Regions from separate parts of the Mus musculus genome. Here region 1 is linked to region 2. A link is a contact called in public HiChIP or PLAC-seq data. All regions are on one chromosome and are shown on one strand. Each heading gives the region's core, a stretch centred on a gene start, on an enhancer-like site or on the middle of the called end of the contact. The rest is flanking DNA. Distances are from core to core; before and after follow the strand shown.

The links. HiChIP or PLAC-seq counts read pairs in DNA pulled down with a chosen protein or histone mark.
Region 1: an H3K4me3 HiChIP or PLAC-seq map of embryonic stem cells shows a contact between it and region 2, with 3 times the contacts expected there. The contact joins the enhancer-like site here to the promoter of Nifk in region 2. A contact is called at or near these places in 8 of 39 promoter capture datasets (the 3T3-L1 cell line, the C10 cell line, cranial neural crest and 5 more), 24 of 484 Hi-C or Micro-C datasets (CD4 T cells, CD8 T cells, the G1E-ER4 cell line and 14 more), 10 of 115 datasets of contacts at active chromatin or transcription factors (the 230-238 cell line, the SCID.adh cell line, bone marrow-derived macrophages and 3 more) and 4 of 9 other capture datasets (adipose tissue, embryonic stem cells, liver and 1 more).

Annotation. Positions count from the first base shown.
Region 1 is chr1:118,401,350-118,404,587 of GRCm38.p6, reverse strand. All of the region lies in intron 1 of Clasp1 (CLIP associating protein 1), which reads right to left. Among named protein-coding and RNA genes, the nearest start is that of Clasp1, 14 kb to the right of the region's middle. Within about 2 kb of position 1,842, at least 28 of the 459 cell types and tissues checked have an H3K27ac peak or open chromatin away from gene starts, as enhancers often do. A contact at or near this core is called in the G1E-ER4 cell line, embryonic stem cells and trophoblast stem cells, where this site is marked.
Region 2 is chr1:118,320,578-118,323,843 of GRCm38.p6, reverse strand. Nifk (nucleolar protein interacting with the FHA domain of MKI67) reads right to left here and starts at 2,001. Exons shown (of 7, transcript NM_026472.4): 1 at 1,847-2,001; 2 at 119-262. The coding sequence starts at 1,951.

The DNA.
Region 1 (3,238 bases), core at 593-3,092, 81 kb before region 2:
TTTTTTTAAGAATTTTTATTTATTTATTTATTATATGTAAGTACACTGTAGCTGTCTTCAGATACTCCAGAAGAGGGCATCAGATTTCCTTATGGATGGTTGTGAGCCACCATGTGGCTGCTGGGATTTGAACTTGGGACCTTTGGAAGAGCAGTCGGCGCTCTTAACCACTGAGCCATCTCGCCAGCCCAAGAATAATTCTTAATGGCAGCAGTTTTCATTAAAAGTTATTGTTTCATTAAAAGGTCTGTTCTCATTAACATACCATTTCTACATCCATTCTAGCCCTACCCTACCTTGGAAGATGTCTCACCTAGTAATTCCAGAGAGATTTTAGAGTCATTCTTCTATACAATCATTACTAAACAATTCAGCAAAATATCATTACTATACCCAAGCAAATGCTTTGGTGAGCTAGGAAATCTACTCCTAGTTCTGAAAAAAATAAAACCACAGAATGGAAAGCTTTTTCCACTGTGTTTACTTTAGAAACGAGGGTCTAGGTCGAGAGCCATGTGCTGAGCACACTCATCAGCCAAGCAACACACAGAGCACCTCCACCACTAAGACGGGGCACACTGAGAAGCACGTCTTTCCTTAGAGGGCTGCTCTCCTCGAATGGAAATTCATGCCTGAGGTGTAATAGATTAATAGAAAACAAACAATAACAATAAACTCCCACTACTTCCTGGATGAGCAAGAGGTACATGAAGATATAGCTAGAGAGCTACAGATTCAATTCAGATAAAGGCAGCCCAACCTCTCCCTAAGAAGACACAGGTGGAAAAGAAAACAGAAAGCCCCTGCTACTCTCTCTGCAGCATTCCCACTAGAGGAGTTTAAACTCATGGGAGTGGGGAGTTACACGTGCATGTGCACATATAAACATGGTGTGGAGGCCAGGGCCAATCTTGGGCATACCCTTTATTGTGTGTGTGCATGCCATAAAGGGCCTCTGGAGATCAGAGATAAAAGGACAACTTTCAGGAGATCGTTTCTCTTCTCCAAACCCAAGGACTACACTGAAGTAATCAGAATTGTGGCAAGCACCTTCACCCACGGAACTTTCTCACCAGTCCTATTCATCTGTCTGTCTGTCTGTCTGTCTCTTTGTCTATCATCCATCTATCTGTCTGTCTGCTTATCATCTATCTATTTTTGAGGTAAGATCTCTTATTGGCTAGACTGGCTGGCTAGGAGGCTCTGGGAATCCACTTGTCCACTTCCCCAACACTGGAATTACAAACTTGGGCCACCACACCTAGCTTTTCACACTTGTGTGTGTGAGAGACAGAGAGAATTCTGGAGTACACAGAAAGTACTGGAGTACACAGTACTTTACAGACAAAGTCCCCAGTCCAGAGTTTAAGCAGATGGTCAATCACTTTGTTGACTGTCCCTCAAAAGCTGTGTTTGTTCTGCTCTCTGATCTGCTGCTTAGAACTAGGAAATGAAGGAGAAGCCGGGAGTCGTGGCGCACACCTTTGATCCCAGCACTTGGGAGGCCGAGACAGGCGGATTTCTGAGTTCGAGAAGCCTGGTCTACAGAGTGAGTTCCAGGACAGCCAGGGCTACACAGAGAAACCCTGTCTTGAAAAAAAGAAAGAAAGAAAGAGAAATGATCTGTCTTTGAGTCCACTGGTAAAAAGGCTCAAAGGCACACAAACAGCACCAAAGATGACACAGGTGTTTCCCTACTCAGATGCTAAGAAATCCTGACCTGGAGTGAAACATCCTGGGAAACAAAACATCAAGGTCACACTGCAGAGCTCGGCCTCCTTCACCACATCTGGAATGTGGGTTTCGAAAAGGGCTCCCGAGGGAAGATTGTCACCAGGACGAGTAACACTAGACACTCGTGAGCACTAAAGAGCACAGTAAGGGAAACAGGATCACAGGCCCCGACCGGGAGAGAGAGAAAGCAGACACGCCTTCCCTAGCTCAGCTTTGGAATGTCCAGACAAAACACTTTGCTCATGCTGTTTACTCCATTTTGGTAGAAAAACACAGACTTCATTGCAAAAAAGGAAAATAAATTTGAAACTCAGTATTTATTTAAAATGAAACTGGTTAGGGTAGGAAAAAAAAGTGAAAAATCAAATACAGAATCACCCCCTAATTTTTGACAGAGTCTCACCATGTAGCCCAGACTGACCTTGAACTCAAACTCCTCTGCTTCTGCTTCCTGAGTGTAAGACTAGAGACATATAACACCATATCTACCATATATCACCCTGTGATCATTAATATTTATAGTCAGTTTCATAGGTCCTAGAATCCGATAGGAAATAAATCTCAGGGCACATCTATGGGGAACGGTCTATCTTTGGTTAACTGGTACGGGAAGGTCTTGACCCTGAATGTGGTCAGCACCGTTCCATGAGCTGGATAGAAAGGGAAAAGAGATGCCTCTGGGAGTAAAAGTGCCTGCCACCAAGCATGACAACCTGAGTTCCATTCCTAGGACCCCACATGGTGGAAGGAGAGCTCTGACTCCTGAAAGTTGTCCTCTGACCTCTACAAGTGTGCTGTGACTTGAGTGTTGCTAGCTTTGACCCCACCCCACCCCCACAAAGTAAAATAACTAAAAATGCAATAAAAATTCTAATTAAAAAGTGGGAGATGAAAAACAAGGTAGGCAGGGGCTTTTATCTACTTACTAACAGTAGGCTGCACCCCATGAGCACCTGCCTCCTGCTCTGGCGGCCATGCCTTTCCCTCCCTAGCGGACTGTTGAGATACACACTTCCTCCCTTGGTTGCTTGACTTTGTCTAAGCAACAAGGAAAGTACTCCCCAGCCAAACCTTACATCAGTTTTGCAGTCAGGAATAAAACGTATTTCCTAGTATACTATCTAACATGTTTAACCAAATAGTAGGTCATTTCACAAATTCCTAAAACCTATCATTGATTCCAACATTTCAAAATATGACTTAACAGGAACAGTTAAAAATCTTGAAGAGCTGTGGTGGTGCACGCCTTTAATCCCAGCACTTGGGAGGCAGAGGCAGGCAGAGCTCTGAGTTTGAGGCCAGTCTGGACTACAGAGCTAGTTCCAGGACAGCCAGGGCTACACAGAAAAACCCTACCTCAGAAAACAAAAATGAAACAAATAATAAATAAAACAAACAAACAAACAAACAAACAAGAGGCAATGAAATAAAAGTCCAAAGCAAAATATAAAAGTTACTGAGAGAGAGCACACACAGGAACGTTAAAGTTTAAGCCAGTTAGTGC
Region 2 (3,266 bases), core at 752-3,251:
TGTGAAAAGTTCCCGAGCAGGAACTTTGTAGGTAACAACGCTGTGCCTATGAATACAAAGGATGACATACAATTGACAAGCAAAATATACATAGTTGAATTCAGGAACAGAATCTTACCCGCTTACTTCTAGACAATCTGAATCTGCTAATGTCGCCAAACTGGGCACAGTAGTTATAGATGTGGCTTTCAGAAAGTGTTGAAGGTAGGTGGCCCAGATAAACTACTCCACGGTTAAGTTTTTCTTTCTTCTTTTGCTGAGGCTAAAACAGATAAACATTTTAAAAATACAAACTCATACTACACCAAAACGTTTGTGCGTATACACATTTTTCTGAGCCGGATCTCACTATGGAGCCTTGGCTGGCCCAAAACTCACTACGTAGACCTGGCTGGCCTCTAACTGCTGAATGCTAAGATTAAAGTCCTATATCACCATGCCCTGCAAAGGTCTTTATTTTTCAACGAAAGTATGTTACCATTCCATAACCTCAGAGTAAATTAATTCTAATGTCTTTTTCTTTTTTTTGAGACAGAGTTTCTTTGGGTAGCCCCAGCTGTCCTGGAGCTAGCTTTGTAGACCAGGCTAGGCTCAAACTCACACAGATCCACCTGCCCCTGCTTCCTGAGTGCTAAGATTAAAGGTGTGTGTCCCCGCCACCCAGCTTCCTAAAGTCCTTTCAGAGGCTAGGTGGAGATCTGCCTGCCTCTGCCTCTCCAACACTAGGATTGAAGGTAAAAGTCACCTTGCCTGGCCTGCAACAAATTTTCAACACCATTCTTTCCCCTTGGTCCAGGAACAAACTCATAACTCTATCAGGGCAGAAACTGAAAAACTCCGTGTTTGGTATCTCTCTTCCCTTAAGCACTTGCTGAGCAAGGCTGAGGCCTGAGTTCAATCACACAGAGCCACAGACTCTGCAAGAGACAGACTCCCACACACGCACGCACCATGATGCACACCAAGGCACACATATGTCCACACCCACCTGTCCCTACAAAACAGTCAGCACAACATGTGTTCAAGAGCTAAATGGACAAGCAAGTAACAGTCTGTCATGTTCAGAGTAACACTGTGAAACCAAGACCTTCAACTCCGAATGCAGTTGGCAGTTTATTACACCGAATCTTAACTGTTTCCGGTTGTTAACCTTCATGGTGCAGACTCTCCTTCTCTATCACCATACTATGACCCCAGAGAACAAGAACTTGTTTCCTGTCAGGTAGGGTACCGGGTGACCTATAGTGTATTCATGAAGTGGATATAGGGGGTTCAAGACCTCGACTGCACAGCAAATGTGAGGTGAGCTTGGGCTACAATAAACCCTATACTGACACTGTAACAAAAGCGACCCTCCCAAAAGACCCCCAGGACAACAACAATAAAAAAAGAAAAGCTGTCGTTCTCTCCAATGCACTCCATGGTGCAAACCAAAGGGACTATAAACTTCCGTTAGGGACATTGCATACAAACTGAACTCGACAGGTTGACAGGTTGAAGCCCTATTCTGAATTCTGACCCTGAGCTGTATTCTGACTCTCGATCCTCCCAGGACGTGGGCTTCGGGACGTCTACTCCGTCTTCTAAGCACTACAAACTAAGGGGACATAACACACCTTCCGAATGCTGCGGTAGACCATGAACCCTCATTTTGCAGGTCAAAGCGGAAGCGTGGCAGCTTTAACACATTCTGAGATCTGGGGGTGCCATGCTCCCACACGTGGTACCCCTCCTCCTTCACCTCACACCGATTCCTGACCTGCCTCGGTCCCCTGATTGGAACCATCGTCTCCCAGCCCGTGAGAGGTTGGCTCCCGAGCCAGCCCGGCCGCCCCGCGCCGCTCACCTTCTTCGTGCGCCCTTGGATCTGCGTCAGAGCCTTCTCAAACTGCGAGTCTTCCTGCGGGTTCAATGCCAGACTCGGCTTCGCGGGGCCTGCTAACCCAGCCATGCTGGAGAACCCGAACAAGTCAATCCACGCGGAGCCTTCGGAAGTGACGTTTCCTTCGCGTCTCGGAAGCGGAAGTAGAGGCGGAAGTGTAGCAAAAGAGCAGGCCCCGGTGTCTAGAATTGAGGCAGCTCGAGCGCCACCTACTGGCCACAAACTAAAAACATTTAAAATCGGATTAAGGCTCCGTTGGTGAAGCGCTTGTTCTCAGTCCTAGGTTTGAAACCCAGTGCCTCATAAAATGTGACTGGAGCCACGCCCCCTGCCCCCATCTGTAATCCCAACACTTGGGAGGTAGAGGCAGGAGGATCAGGAGTTCAGCGCCATTCTCATAAACATAGTTCGAAGACAGCCTGGGCTCCATGGACTCAAAAACAAATTTAAAGTCTCAAACATTAGCCATGCCCGTTGCCTGTTCATGCCAACGTGCAACAGGAAAAGCCTTCCCCTCTGTGGGCTCCTTTTGTAAACTTTGTAAACGCTCAAGCAGGAAAGTGGCCAGGCCCCTGCCTGAGGAGATCCAGTGGCCAACCTCCCCAGTCCCCCCACCCCCGCATGTTTTCCAACGTCCCTAATGGTTTTCTAACCATCCAAAAGTGGGAGAGTGGCCAGACCCTGCCCTACAAGAAAAAAATTCCACCAGTCCCCGAGGTCTCTCAAGTTCAGGACTTGAAATTCCACCAGTCCTCATCATGGAAGTCTCCACAGCATAATCCAACACCTATTTATATTTTTGATATTATACACCTGTGTCTGTGAGTGGGTATGTGTTCAGGAATTCAGATGACCATAGAGAATAATGGTGTCGGATCTCCTGAACTTGGAGTTCAGGCTGTTGAGAGATGTCCAATGTACTGGGAACTGAACTCAAGTCCTCTGGAAGAGCAGAAAATACTTTTAACTGTGAGCTATTTGTCTAGTCCCCATTTATTTTATTTTTATGCGATGAGTGTTTTGCCTGTATATGTACCCTATATGTGCAGTGCCTGCAGTGGCCAGAAGAGGGCATCAGAACACTGGAACTGGAATTAAGGACTGTGAGCTCTTGACCACAGAGCCATCTCTTGAGTTCCCTAGTAAGTTTCTTTAGGTAACACAATAGGAATTTTGAGAAAACAAAAGGAGAAGCTTGTAAGAGTTTCTTATGTTGAAACAGTTGTCTTTTCTCCATTTGTTTATTTACTTATAGATTAATTGATTGACAGGTTGATTGATTTTGTGTGTAGTGTATGCCTGTCAGTGAGTATGGGTGTGTGCACCCTTGTGCTGCATCGCATGTGTCTAGGTCAAAGGACTACTTGCTGTAGTTCTTTCCTTC